Regions from separate parts of the Gossypium hirsutum genome. Here region 2 is linked to region 1. A link is a contact called in public Hi-C data. All regions are on one chromosome and are shown on one strand. The core of a region is the stretch at or near the end of the contact, and the rest is flanking DNA. Distances in the headings are between cores, read along the strand shown. Region 1 holds the start of LOC107918064. Region 2 holds the start of LOC107918058 (photosystem I chlorophyll a/b-binding protein 5, chloroplastic).

What was found. Hi-C and Micro-C count contacts between places; a contact is called where the count stands out from the background.
Region 2: a contact with region 1 is called in a Hi-C map of leaf, with 3 times the contacts expected there. The contact joins the promoter of LOC107918058 here to the promoter of LOC107918064 in region 1. A contact is called at or near these places in 6 of 34 Hi-C or Micro-C datasets (hypocotyl and leaf).

What each region holds. Positions count from the first base shown.
Region 1 is chrA01:26,714,919-26,721,937 of Gossypium_hirsutum_v2.1, forward strand. LOC107918064 reads left to right here and starts at 2,485. Exons shown (of 7, transcript XM_016847567.2): 1 at 2,485-2,963; 2 at 3,239-3,296; 3 at 3,433-3,513; 4 at 3,618-3,653; 5 at 3,852-4,091; 6 at 4,181-4,322; 7 at 4,826-5,480. The coding sequence starts at 2,776. The coding sequence ends at 5,316. It overlaps LOC107916582, which reads right to left and starts at 1,422. Exons shown (of 6, transcript XR_005922368.1): 1 at 1,129-1,422; 2 at 474-536; 3 at 30-391.
Region 2 is chrA01:26,863,723-26,871,181 of Gossypium_hirsutum_v2.1, forward strand. It overlaps LOC107918058 (photosystem I chlorophyll a/b-binding protein 5, chloroplastic), which reads right to left and starts at 5,508. Exons shown (of 6, transcript XM_016847561.2): 1 at 5,164-5,508; 2 at 4,937-5,069; 3 at 4,756-4,868; 4 at 4,553-4,657; 5 at 4,360-4,448; 6 at 4,020-4,277. The coding sequence starts at 5,378. The coding sequence ends at 4,135. LOC107917399 (protein WEAK CHLOROPLAST MOVEMENT UNDER BLUE LIGHT 1) reads left to right here. Exons shown (of 4, transcript XM_016846754.2): 3 at 736-1,534; 4 at 1,653-3,830. The coding sequence starts at 842. The coding sequence ends at 3,425. It also overlaps the pseudogene LOC107918057 and the pseudogene LOC107917032.

The DNA of each region.
Region 1 (7,019 bases), core at 1,235-3,734:
GCATGGAAAACAGAGTTGATTTGGAGTACCTTTTCGGAAGTTGATGTTCCAAAGATTCTGCAAATCCCTTTGGCCCAGCGTTCACAAAATGATCTTTTGATATGGAGGGGTGAAGCATCGGGTAAATATACTGTGCGTAGTGGTTACAAACTACTATTACAAGGCAATGATTACAATAGTAATGGTTACAGTTTGCCCGAAATTACAAAATGTTACAAGAAACTGTGGAACTGTAATCTCCCCTCAAAGGTACGTATTACAGTTTGGAGAGCCACTCTCAACTACCTCCCTACCCTAGTGAATTTAAGAATCAAAAGATTAACGAATAACGCCATCTGCCCGAGATGTAAGCAAGGGCTGGAAACTAGGGAACATATTTTTCGCGACTGTGCTGCTGCGAAGGAAATGTGGAAAAAATTAAATTATGTATGGTCACTCAAGTTATCGCATATGGACTATATGGAGTGGTTTACCTGGGTATTGTTGCACAGTAAAGAGAAAGAATGCTACATCTTTGTCTGCGCCATTTGGGCTATCTGGTCGAATAAGAATCAATGGGTACACGGAGGACATAAGAGAACTAGAACAGAAATAGCGCAGTTTGTAATACAGTATTTACAGGAATTACAAGATATGGAAAGAAAACACCATGCCAAATACTCAGTTTTAGATTCATGGAAGGCGCCGGAAAGCAGGTTCCTCAAAATCAATTTCGATGCTCCTTTTGATAAGGGGAAAAATATATCTTGTTCAAGGGTAATAGTCAAGAACTTTAAAGGTGATGTATTGGTTTCAAAATCGGTCATCCATGACAAGATTTCTTCAAGATTTGCAGCAGAAGCCTTAGCATGTTTGCAGGCGGTTATGGTGGGAAAAGAATTGGGGATAAAATATGTTATTTTCGAAGGCGACTCTCTGACAGTTATAAAAAAATGAACAAAAAAAAAGATAAATCGGTAATCGGCCCTTATATTGATGATATTCAAGAGCAGAAGGCGAATTTTTATGGATGCAAATTCCAGCATGCAAAAAGAGCAGCAAATAGAGCAGCACATAACCTAGCATCTGAAGGGTGAAAATGGGGGTGAATGCATACTTTGTTCATGAGCTTGTTACTCAAGTTCTCACCGATTCAGAAATTGATAGGGGATGGAGATGAAGGCCATCACTGAGTCAACACCATCTCCAGCAAATGAGAGAGTAGGAGAAAAAATTTTAGATCTCTATGACTGTTTGTTTCTCCAAGAGTTAGTCGATTGGGATGCAGATATTTTTCAAAGAACTATTTAGAAGTTGACAGCTCATAAGGCTGGGTTTTTCTTTTTTCCTTATGTTAGGCAATATTTTTCAGTTTTACTTTAGGTAACGTTGTTTTTTTTAAACTTTGTTTACTAGAGGCCCTAACCCTAGTTTGGAGCATGGCCTATGTTTGGTTCTTAGATCATAATATTTTTAATTATGCATAAATAAATACAACCCAGTATTCCTTCAAAAAAAATAAAAAGATGAATTAAAATAAAAAAAAACTAAAAACAATGTATTTATTAATTAAAAAAACTTGAAACAATATAAAATAAAAATTACAAATATGTTTAGAAAAGTGAAATTAAACATAGGTCTCAATGATAAAATCATTATTATTTATCCATTTAACTAATAAAGCTAATATGTTAAAAACATTCATTAAAAAAAAAGAGGAAGCTTAGAATAACATGAAATAAAAATTATAAATTTAACTGGGAGATAAATCAAACCTAAGACTCAATAACAACACCACCAACATTTAACCATCCAACTAAAGAAATTAATTATATTAAAAAAGTAAAAATTGCGCCTTAACTAGACGCGCTTTCCTACCAATTATGTAAAAGGCGACTTCCTGTTTCTCTCTCCTTAAAACTGTCTATTTCCCTAAATAAAATTAAAAATGGCCTAAAGGCCTAATTAAAAAAACAGCCCAATCAGCTAATTTAGCCTTTAAAAAAATATCATTTAATATTTAACAGAGTTAATATTTTTAAAGTTTTTACGGTTTTGTAAATGGATTATTTTGTTTAGAATTAAACTGCGATTCAAACAACTAACTTTCCAATATATTTTTATAATAGTATTACAATTTGAATTTATTTAATTCTTTTTAATAATATAGAGACTAAATTTAGTGGCGGAGCAAAGGGGGTTGGAAGGGGCCTGTCCCCCTATAGTGAAAATTTTTTCAATTTAGGTCCTTTATAATTTATAAAAATTTTAAATTAATAATAGTAAAATTATATTTTGACTCTTAAAAATAATAAAAATTTAATTTAAATCTTAAAAAATTATAAAGATATAAATTATTAACATAGTAAAATTATATTTTTACTATCGTAAAGATATGCAATTTAATTCCATCCCTGCAACAATTTCTAAACTGACTAAATTAATCCATTTAATATTACTATCTAACTTTTATAAAAAAATTATAACATATTTTGTCTGAAAATTAAGGTAACACATGTAAAATTTCCAAGGAGGCAAGGATTAGGTTGCAAGACTTGAAAGATACAATCAATCGCAGGAAGTCGGGCATACTTTTCGTTCACAGTTCCCTATAAAACGCTAGGGGAAAAGAAAATCAGACTTGCATTATTAATCTGTTTCAAGTTTGCTCCATAGATTGAATCAAATTCTCTGCAGTTTCTTTTTTTTTTCTTTTTAATTTCTTGAGCTGTGTGGAACGAAGAGAAGCTTAATTATTGCTTGGTAATTCGAGTGGAAGAGTTGAAGGAAGAGAGAATGTGGGGATTTGGGGGGAGATATTATTGGGGGAGAAAGGAAAGCGTGGAAAGAAGGAAAAATGGAGGAGGTATAGTTGTAGTGTTCGCTTGGATGTCCAGTCAAGAGAAGCACTTGAAGAACTATGTTCAACTTTACGCTTCTTTGGGTTGGGATTCTCTGGTTTGCCATTCAGAATTCTTAAACATGTATGGGGTTTTAAGCTAAATTTGGATTTGAATTTACTTTCAATTTAATCTTATTTCTTTGTTGGCTGGTGGATGCTTTTGACTTACTGTAGCACTTGATTTCCCGTGCTGTAAACTGGGTTTTCTTTTTTAATCTTATGGTAATATGGAAATGAGGGATATTGGTTGGAATTTATGCAGATTCTCATATGTCTTTGATTGATACTTTTGAACTGAGATTTTATGTGAATCTGCTAAAGGCTAACTGGGATTTTGATGTTTTGTAATCTGTGCAGGTTCTTCCCTGATAAGGCTGCTGCTTTAGCTCTTCATCTTCTTAAAGAACTTGTTCAGGTAATACTGAAAAAAATCTTAATTTTGTGTGTTGCAAGAGGTGTTAATTCTGGCCCTCTGAATGGGTAGAGGAGTATTTTTATCAATTCTCTCAAATTTCCCCCATTTTTCGGTTTCTCTTTTTGATTTTGTGCAGGAGCTAAAGATTAGGCCATGCCCTGTGGTCTTTGCATCTTTTTCCGGTGGCCCTAAGGCCTGTATGTACAAGGTTCTTCAGGTATTTCTTTCACAACTTTGAAAACCCATTGCTTTTTACCTTATATGTTTAATACTTGTTTCCGTTTGCTTGTGCTGATATAGCTTTATATTTGCTTGTCGCAGATGATCGAGGGATTGTGTGAAGTGCAAGTAAATCCAGTATGTTATACCTCTATTAAGATGCTAACCTTTTACTATCTTCTTAAATCATGCAATTGCAGTCAGTTTTTTAATTATTCTTTAGGGCTATTAGGTACCGATACGGGAAATCCTTGTTTATCTTTTCTATATGACAAAAAAAATCAACAAATGATGGTATAATGGCATTTGCTGAGAATTGTTTTACTTCCATTGAAGGATGATCTCCAACTGCTGAAGGAGTGCTTTTCGGGCCATGTTTTTGATTCTAGTCCTATGGATTTTACTAGTGACTTGGGTGCCCGATTTGTTGTTCACCCAACAGTTCTGCAAATGTCTCATCCACCACGAATAGCATCATGGATAGCAAATGGCATTGCTTCTGGTCTTGATGCTCTCTTCCTCAGCAGGTTTGAGTCCCATCGTGCTGAGTATTGGCAGACTCTATACGGTTCAATTGTAAGTGTACAATAAACACCGTTGTTCAATTTATTGTTTTCTTTTTTCTTGAAAAACAATTTAGTTCACTAATTACAAATCTTTTGCAGAGGATGGGGGCCCCGTATCTCATATTATGCTCCGAAACTGATGATCTTGCTCCTTATCAAATTATCTGCAATTTCGCTCAAAGATTACAACAACTTGGAGGTGATATAAAACTTGTGAAGTTCAATGGTTCGCCTCATGTAGGTTAGTTTTTAAACTTATGAGAAATTGCTCTTATTAGTACATGATCATACCACAGATAAAAGCTTTTAATGGGGTTCAGTGGTGATGTAAAACATATTTAGACTGAAAGAAAATAGATGGCACGACAGGGCCTTATATATAATACGGGTAGTCATTCATTCATCTTCAAGCGTTATGAAACATTAAGTTCTTGATTGCCTTACACAAGTCCCGACAGCAGTGGAGTTTAGTGTCTTTTCTTTACCAAAATGCTTAAATGAGGACAAAGAGATCAAAGGGACCACATGTTTATGCTGTACAATTGAAAGAAACATTTTCTGGTCCAGACCCATGTTTGCATGATAAAACAGGTTGCGTATTTATCTTCAACATAAACCTAGCTAATGCAGATGACTGTTTTAACTTCCTTTCATTTGTAGCAATAGTTATATTTTCTTGTATCTATAAATCAATCACATTGAAGTTTCGACATATCAACTTGTTCCAATTAATGGTCTTTGCAGGTCATTATCGGCATTATCCAGTTGATTACAAGGCCGCCGTGACTGAGCTTCTTCGTAAGTCAGCTGCCTTGTATTCCCGAAATATTCAACAATTTGAGGGTGAGCGAATTGGATCAGCAGGGGCACAGGATGAATTCTCTGAGCCGATCTCCAATATCAGCAAAATAGCCTTAAGCCCAAACAAGAACTTTCAGGGAACTTCTCTAGTGCAAAGCAGTAATTTCCTCTTGCCTAGTTCGATAGAATATTACGAAGGTAGAGATTTTGGGTCCTTGCAAGATGAGCAAAAGGAAGGTTTAATCCATTTGGCTCACCCTCCAAGCGTCAATCTCCACGGGGTTCTTGGTCAAATCCTTTTCGACGCATGTGTTCCGAAGAACGTTGAAGGCTGGGATCTAAAGTCATCAGATTTCTCAAGCAAACACCTGTATACTTCTCGGCGGAATTCCCATTTCAATCCAATCAAATGCATTCGAAGATCCAGGCTATAAACATATTCTGCTTTTCCAGCTTGAAGAAGGAATGCTTGCGAAGTGGGGCATAGAGCACAATGAAACTCCTAAAAGGATAAAAAAAAAGAAGGGGGCAATGTGTGATTTATTAAATTTCTGTTTTGTGGAACAATAAAAGGTTAATTCTATGTTTTGAGCTGTTAGACCTGTGTTCTAACATTAACTGTATAGCGAATTTACCAGAAAAGCTCTAACCTTTGTCTGAATCTTAGCCCATCAAAATGGAAAAAGAAAATAAGGCAACGGTTTCACATAAGAGATTTCTTTTAAAGTCGTATAATTCACAATCACATTATCAGATTAATTATTATTAAAAATTAGCTAAATAATTAATATAACTCAAATCCACTATTGACCTGGAATTTAACAATATTTGCTCTATTGCCATCCCTACTACTCGTAGTAGGAGAGAGTAATTGTGTGAAGACAGTCCTTTCCAAAAGAGTAAATTATCATGTACATTTTAATAATTTACTTTATCATTTTGTAAAAATTAAATGTAAAATTATCATTTCAAACGAAAATGTTAGGTTAAATTATATAATTAGTTCCTATATATTTTTTCGTTTTGAGTAATTTAATTTTTTTTAAATTTATATGAACTTTCCCTTCTTTTTTTTTCTTTTTTTCCATTTTCTTCTCATTCTCCATCTATTTTCCTTCCTTTTTTTTCTTTTAAAGTAATTTTTCTATATTTGTCATTTGTTAAAACTAATCCTATACTTTTATTTTTTTGAACAATTTAATTTTTTCTTTTTATTTCTTTATTTTCCTTTTCTTCTTCCCCGTTATTTTGCTCTCTTCTCATATTTTTCATTGAAGAAACATAATTTTTGCCCACCAAATAAACCAAGTCCTTATTTCTTTTACATGATCCCTAAATTGAATTTCACTGAAAACTGAATATCAATCATTCTTAATCAAATCTCGATTTGAATATGGCCTAAATTTAAAACTAAAATTGGATCTAACTAATCAATACAAAAAACCACATCCTTAATCAAATCTAAACATAAATTGAATTCTTTATATTCAAAACAATTTTCTTATTTCCTTTTCTTTTATTTTTTGACGAATAAAATTAAGCAAACGATAAAGTTAATCTAAATCTTCTTGGATATTTCCAAACAAGCTTGATTTGAAACTGAGCATGTATGAACTGAAGAGAGAAAGTGAGCATAAAACCAACCTGGTTTGGGTAAAGTTGAGGGTAAATTTTGTATGGTGATTGTTTTAGTCATTGAGAGTGTAAAACTTCTTCAAAGAATCCGTGAAACAACGTAGTTTCGAAAGAGGGAGAATGTTGTAGGTAAGATAGATAAAGTGGTCGTGGGGTTGGTTAGGAGGTTAAGGAAACAGGTTCGAGAAACTTTGTTGAGGATGGATTGCCAGAAGTCAAGACTGGCGAGGTCTTCGAGTGAGGCGAGCTTGTGAACTAGGTCATTAAGAGATCCAAATTGGTTCATTAAAGCGATGACGGGCAATGAGGGTTTGTAATTATAGAGTGAGAAAATGCGAAGAAAGTTCTATTTTGGTTTCAATTTTCGCTTTTTCTTTTTTCATAAATATAAAAAAATTTTAACAAATGAAAAATATAGAAAAACTACGTTAAAAGAGAAGGGACGAAAGAGAGGGAGAAGCAAAAGATAATAGAAAATGAAGAAAAAAATTAAAAGAATATA
Region 2 (7,459 bases), core at 4,258-6,757, 150 kb after region 1:
ATTTAATTTGATTTTCTTTTATTTTACTTTGTACAACCTTTTGCAATTAAATGCAGGATTAACAGATTTTCTAGATGATAATTTGTGTCCTTATCTCAAAATATAGTTATGATTATTGATTCTTCTGAAAAAGAAGTGAACTTCCAAAATATTAGGGGGAAAGAAAAAGTTAAATTTTGATTAAATTATGGTAATGTTATGCTAAAATTGTTTATCTACTAGTCGGAAAACAATGGGATTGAGAAATAGAGATGCTTCTATTTATGAATTTGGATTGGATTTATGCAGTTTGAATTTCATTCAAGGTAAAGAAGTCTGTCTATGTGCTCTTAGCAGATGAATGATCATAGAAACATTTGTTTTCTGATTAAAATTGCTTTATTTTTTATAGAGCATGTAATTTGCAGGGCTGAGATATGGTCGTAGGGGATAGAATTCTACTTTCCATGTAATTGAAGTCTGGATGAAGTTAGCCCTAAAAAGGAGCTCTTGCATGAAATTAAATTTAGTGGGGGTGTTAAAGAGCTACCCCCATATTTTTATTTGAAATTGTCGATTCATTCTGATATGATTAATTATTGATGATGTGTTTGCTAAACATATGGTTCAAGTTTTCATATTAGCTTCTTCTCTTTTTTTTTTCTCAAGAATTGGATGGATTAGGAAGTGATTTGTTGTGATTTTTTTTTCTTTTTTTACCTGCCTCTTACATGGTTTCCATTTTCTTGGTTACAGACACCTTGCCAGATCCCTTCCCATTTTTCTCATAAGCGGAATGTACAAGCAGAAGAGATATATTGTTTAGATTCTTCCTTATCCTCTTTAAAGTCATTTGTCAGTAATGGAAAGTTCTAAGCCTGATCCAAATGCAGCACAAGTAGAGCCTATAATAGATAATGCAGCTTTAGCTTCATCAGTTGTTATTGATCAAACTGAGATAGATCTACAGAGTAGAATGATGGAAGGTTCTAGGTCTGGAAGAATATATGAGAGTTCAGATGAAAATCTATCTAAAAATACTGGTGTTGAAGATTCTGAAAATGACCATATAGCACCAGCCAGTGAGCTTTCTTCACCCCCTATAGATGTCACCACGGTTGCTATTGAAGGTACACATGGTGTTTCTGATGGTCAGAAACTTCAACAAGCTGTTGTCGATGGTGACAATGACATGATTTTGCCTTCTGCTTCCTCCAATAATTCTGCTGATGGATCCATAAAAGATACTTTGGATGGGCAACAGAGTCAAGGTAATGGTTCTCTTGGAAGTTTTCCCAAGGTCAATGACTCTGAGGTAGAAGATGCTAAAAAGGGCGATCATCTAGTCCAAGTCCGTAATCTTGTTTTGCCTCGTAAACGGATTATCACTTCTAGTTTTGAATCCCCAAAATCTGGTACTTCAACACTGACAAAAGAAGGTGATTTAAATAAAGTTCATATTGATACAGCTGCAACTTTTGAATCTGTTAAAGAAGCAGGTTCCAAGTTTGGAGGAATTGTTAGATGGAAATCCAATAGAACACAAACTGTTGAGGTATATTAATTAGACATATTTATAGTGGTATTTATGTTAAAAGAAATTCTATGTTGTTGCAATATGTTTTTGTCTTGTTCATGTCTGCTAAATGTAATTTTTTTTGGCTGGGCAATAGAGAAGCAAGCTTGCAGTCCAGGACCTTGAGAAACTACAGGAGGATATGGTTGTGTATAAGAATCGGTTAGTGGATGCTGAAGAGGCAAAAATGCAAGTATTACAAGAGCTGGACAGCACAAATAGACAAATAAATGAACTAAAGCTAAGCCTGGAGAAAGCACAAAATGAAGAGAATCAGGCAAGACAAGACTCTGTACTCGCTATGCTCAGAGCGGAGGAGATGGAACAAGGGATTGGTGATGAGGCTAGTGTTGCAGCAAAGCAACAGCTTGAGGTTGCTAAAGCTAGGCATGCTGCTGCTGTTGTGGAGCTGGAATCTGTTAACGAAGAGTTGGAAACATTAAGAAAGGGATATGCTTCTATGGTGACTGAGCGAGATATAGCCATTAAGGAAGCTGAAGAGGCCAAATCTTCTTCAAAAGAGGTTGAGAGGACAGTGGAAGGAATGACTATAGATATGATGGCCACAAAGGAGTCTTTAGAGTCTGCACAGGCTACCCATGTGGGGGCTGAAGAGAAAGGAATTGTAGCGGCCATGGCCAGAGACCAAGATACTCACTATTGGGAGAAGGAACTAAAACAGGCTGAAGAGGAGCTCCAGAGACTCAATCAGCAAATCCAATCAGAAAAAGACATGAAACCAAAGCTAGACATTGCTTCAGCACTGCTACTTGATTTGAAAGCTGAATTAGCTGCTTATATGGAATCTAAGTCCAAGTTGGAAAATAATGGATACCTCAGCGATGCGTCACAGACACCAGAGAATAGAACTCACACTGATATACCAGCTGCGGTTGCTTCAGCAAAGAAGGAACTTGAAGAGGTGAAGCTCAAAATAGAAAAAGCAACTACAGAAGTGGATTCTTTGAAGGTGATTGCTGTTTCATTGGAATCAGAGCTTGAAAAGGAAAAGTCTGCTCTTGCCTCCATGAAGCAAAGAGAAAGCATGAAAGAAAAAGAGGCCAGAGATAAAATGGTGGAGCTAACCAAACTACTGCAGCAGGCAGCACAAGAGGCTGATGAGGCCAAGTCGGTTGTTGAAATGGCTAATCAAGAGCTAAGCAAATTAAAGGAAGAGGCTGAGCAAGCAAAGGCTGGAGCAGGTACCTTGGAGAGTAGATTACTTGCAGTTGAAAAGGAGATAGCGGCAGTTAAGGCTTCAAAGGAGTCAGCTTTAGTTGCTATCGAAACATTGCAAGACATCAATAATGTGGATTCATCAGATAGTGTAGTTCTTTCCTTAGAAGAGTACTATGACCTTAGAAAACGTGCATATGAGGTAGAGGAACAGGCCAGCATGATCGCGGCAGCTACCGTTTCTCAAATCGAGGAAGCTAAGCAATCCCAGTCAAGAAGCTTGGTAAAGCTGGAAGAAGTAAATCGAGAGATGGCTGAAAGAAAGAAAGCACTAGAAATAGCTTTGGAGAAGGCTGAGAAGGCCAAGGAAGGGAAGTTAGGTGTAGAACAGGAATTGAGACAATGGAGGGCTAAACATGAGAAGCGCCGAAAGGCTTCTGGATCAAGTCATGGAGGAAACCCTCCAAGGTCAAGTTTTGAGGGAAAGAGACAAAGTAATAAGGTTGAACCTGTAACCATGTCTCCTTCCAGCACTCTGGATACCTCCAAGGCAATCTATGGGCATAACAAAGAATCTGAATCATCCCCAGAGACAGTGGTTGTAAAGAAAAAGAAAAAGTCACTCTTCCCCAAGATTTTCATGTTCTTCTCCAGAAAAAAGGCAAGCTTTTCAAAAACCAAGTCCAAAACCTAGTAAACTTCTTGGGTATTGTGATTTCACCTCTCTTCTTTTTCTTTTCTTGGTTGTTAAGGTGGCCATTAATGTTCATCAAAGGGTTTACTCTCAGTGTAAATTCTATTGATTCGTTGATGTATGATAAAGTTGAGGATATATTCTTGCTTACTGAGAAGGGTTGTATGGCTGGAGAATCTTAAGAATAAAGGTGGTTCTATTCTCTATTGGCTTTGATATAAACTGAAGTTCATTATGAATGAAAAACAACTTTGTCTTCTTTGCCTTATTCATAATCATGTTAATTTTAAGAAGTTAATAACCCATACATAGGGTAATTTGTGTATATGTATTGCTCGTTTATTTTTTCTGTTAACTATGTAAACATAAACCTGAAATAAATGATCCATCGTGTTAAAATTGTTATATTATATTCATTAATCTATTTTCGTGTTTATTACATATGTCATGTTTAAAAGTAATTGGTTTACAAGTTTTAACTCGATTGGTATTGATATTGTTGTTAGTATTCCATTTTTGTGAAAGCCCTGTTTGGATGCCATTGTTTACCAGCTTTAGGCCTTGAAATCATAAATCTTCTATTGCTTACAGCAGTTGAACAAAGAATAAATGGTAATAAAAATGGGGAAGTAGGAGTAATTTACATTTGCATCAAAGTATAAGCCAATGGCAAAAGTGAAGAAGACAGACCCGCATTTGGTTTTGAGGTTCAAGAAGTAGAGTTAGCAAGGGTTTGAATGATGGTCTTTTGCCATGGATTTGAAAGGTGCTCTACAAGGTTATCAATTGGACCTGCATGTGTCACATAAGCTTGCACAAAGATGCCTAGCATGGCTATCATCGCCAGTCTTCCTGCATTGGACACCTGGTTTCAGAACAAAATGAAAACACACACACACACACAATAATGATGGAGGAAATAGGCAAAGCAGACCATTTTTTATCTCTTTCAGCTTCCATTCATGAGCATTTTTAATATCTTTGGCCAGACCAAGTGGATTTAGCAGTGGACCTCCAGGGTAGCTGTTCACCATGAAAACAAAAAAGTCTCTTTAAGTTTGATTTCCATTTTTAGAGATTCAAGCAGCTAATGGGATATGATTGTCTAAGGATCCTCAAAAACATACCCAGGTTCTAAACCCTCCAGTGCAGCTTCCAATCCAAAGAAAGATCCTTCTTTGGCTTGAGAACCTGGATTAATGAAATCCATGTATCTTTTAGTTTCAGCAAACCTGTCCTCATCAACATCAAACCAAGCAATTAGTCTATATACAAAATGCATATTTTTTTACTAACTAGATAAGAAAATTGTGGCGTATATAGTATCTACCCCATTAAAAGAAACTGAACAACAATCAAAGTTCTTGTGCTGGCAAATTCAAATTTCACTGCACCAGCTTCATACCAAACTGGTAAATTGCTGATCCCTGTAACGCGTAGTAACTGCAAAATATAAAGTGAATAAGTTCCACCAAGCCCCAATAACAGTAATCCATGGAAGAATCACTTACATCAGTGAATAGAATTCCAGCAACTCCAGCCATGGCAAAGCGAGCATGGACCAACTCTGCCTGAACATACCATTTCAAGCTCTTGGGATCTTCTCCTAGGCCAAGAGGGTCAAACCCATAATCACCAGCCAAACTGGATTTACGAAACAACAAAAAGAAGGTCAAAAACTGAAACCAGTGTAAATTCTATTATTGTGTAGGGAACTTCATATGGAACACTTGCTCACGTTCCATCCAAATATGGCGGAGGGTCAAGTCCAGGGAGCCATGTTGGTCGCTGCTGAGCTTGAACTGCAACTTGTGCATAACGCTGAGGGGCAAAAGTAGACCAAAATGTGGTTGCTGAGCCCAACGAGGGTTTGTATATTTTGTTGTGAAATGTGGGTGAAGAAGAATAAGAACAAGGTTGAACAAGGAAGCCTCTTCCAACCGCAACCGCCATTGTTGTGTTGATTGTTTCCTTATTTTCCTCTTCTTTCTTCTTTTGTATTTCTTTTTATGTTTGCTTATCAGTAAATCTTATTGGAGGCATTTATGGCGTCCACGTCATCATTAAAAAATTATTACAGTTAAATATATAGAAAATGGCACCATATGTGGAAAACATGATAACACAGACCCACTCGCCCCTTCCTAGCCATTGGGTTTGGATATATGGATTATTGGACCTATTGAAAGATATCAACCAGCATAGCCATTCACTTTTGAACCCATAACTGCTACCTTTACAACTAAATAAAACTATAGTAACAACAATTAACTAGCAAAAGGGAGATCATTACAGTAGTAGTGTTGTCAGATACACATGCAAGCCAGCTTAATCTAACAAGGAAAATAACAATTGAGAAAAGAAAAATACAGTTGAGAAGCTCTACAAATGCAGCAGCGACTTCTTTGGTAAAATTCGGAAAATTACAAATTAGGGAAGAGTGGTAGTGGAACAAATAACTGCCTGCTTGAAATGCTGAACGAACGGACTTTTAGAGGGGTGGCAACAACTAGTGGGGTTTCATGAGAGTCAGTGACTGCAAACTTATCATGCACGAAACGATTGTCAACAATGTAGTCATCCGTAAGGACTCTAACAGCTCTTCAAACCCTCGTGAATATGGTAGCATGTGTGAGATCCGTTTTTCACCTGTTGGAAGTCCCATATTACACTAAACTTGCCTACCGTTCCGACTAGATGGTGCTCTTGCTTCCTGTTCTTGGTGACCTGTGTCATGCAGCAACACAAATGATTAGAAGTTTTCATTTGTGAAACGAAGAAAATGTTGGAAAGAACAACAACCTGAGACCTAAAAGGGGAGAGGAACTGTTGCAAGCACTATGTACGCTATCTATTAAGTGACAATGGAGTCTTTCCGTACTCTATAGTCCTTTCCACCCTCCTCAATCCTCATGCCATTCATCATCCTTTAGTAGTGGCACTCGATGAAACTTGAACTGAAAAAACTTGATTAAAGAACTTTTAAGGATAGAGATGGCATAAAAGGCATGTTGATTGTATGTTGCAGAGGTAATTAGATTTCCAGGGAATAAAGTGGCCTAGCCGCTTTAATATTGATATTTAACCAAGTTGGACAAAGGAATGCAACAAAATGAGAAGTGTGTAGACCTCAAAACCAAGTTCACAAATCAAGCGTGAGGAGAATCTTCAAAATCATGTTAATGATTCAGCATATTAGACAACTGAGGCAACAAATCCAAATATCATGTTTCCACCAGGGGACAATGAAATTGATGCAACATGTGCAATTGGAACACGCAAACTGGATCAGTTTTTAGATCCTTAACCTCGGAGTTCACATAAAATAACATACTGGATCAATGCTGCAAGTAACATATCAAAAAATAATGCAATCCGAAGGAACCAAAATTCAAAAGGATATCAAACAACTCCAGCTAGCTATTCAAAATTTAAAAAAACAAAAAAGACACTGTTAATATTCTGCCAAATAAGCACTTCCTTCAAGATTAGATGGCCAATTAGTAATACCTACATCATGTATATTAAATGCAGCTCAGCAGCTAAAAGCACAAGCAATAGGAAGTTAAAACCTGAATAAGAGTATATGCATGCTTACCCATGAAAGCTGAGCATTTTTGAACTTGTAATTGGCCCCTGCTAAATGTGAATCCAGGGGAGTTAGCTTCAACAAACGTGGAGCTCTATCCTGTTCCCCAAACACCCACTAAAACCTGTCTTTGTCTTTCCATCCTTGTTGCCAAAAAGGGTGCAAATAAGGATCAAATAGGTACCAGTTGATCCTAATACTTCCCATCAAACGTAACACAAACATGAGTCCTGGGAAACCCAAGGCCAGGAAAAGTTGTTCTTGCCTGTCTCATAGAATTGGTTGAATAAAACTGAATCTTCCCATTGAGAGATCCAACAACAGTAGAGCATTCCGAGGGCTTGCAAAGCATTGGAAGTTAGTCCCTCTTGGATGCTGATGATGCACTTATACCCAATAACTAGTAGCAAGATTCTGAACCATCCCATTTTGGTCTAGTGTATCC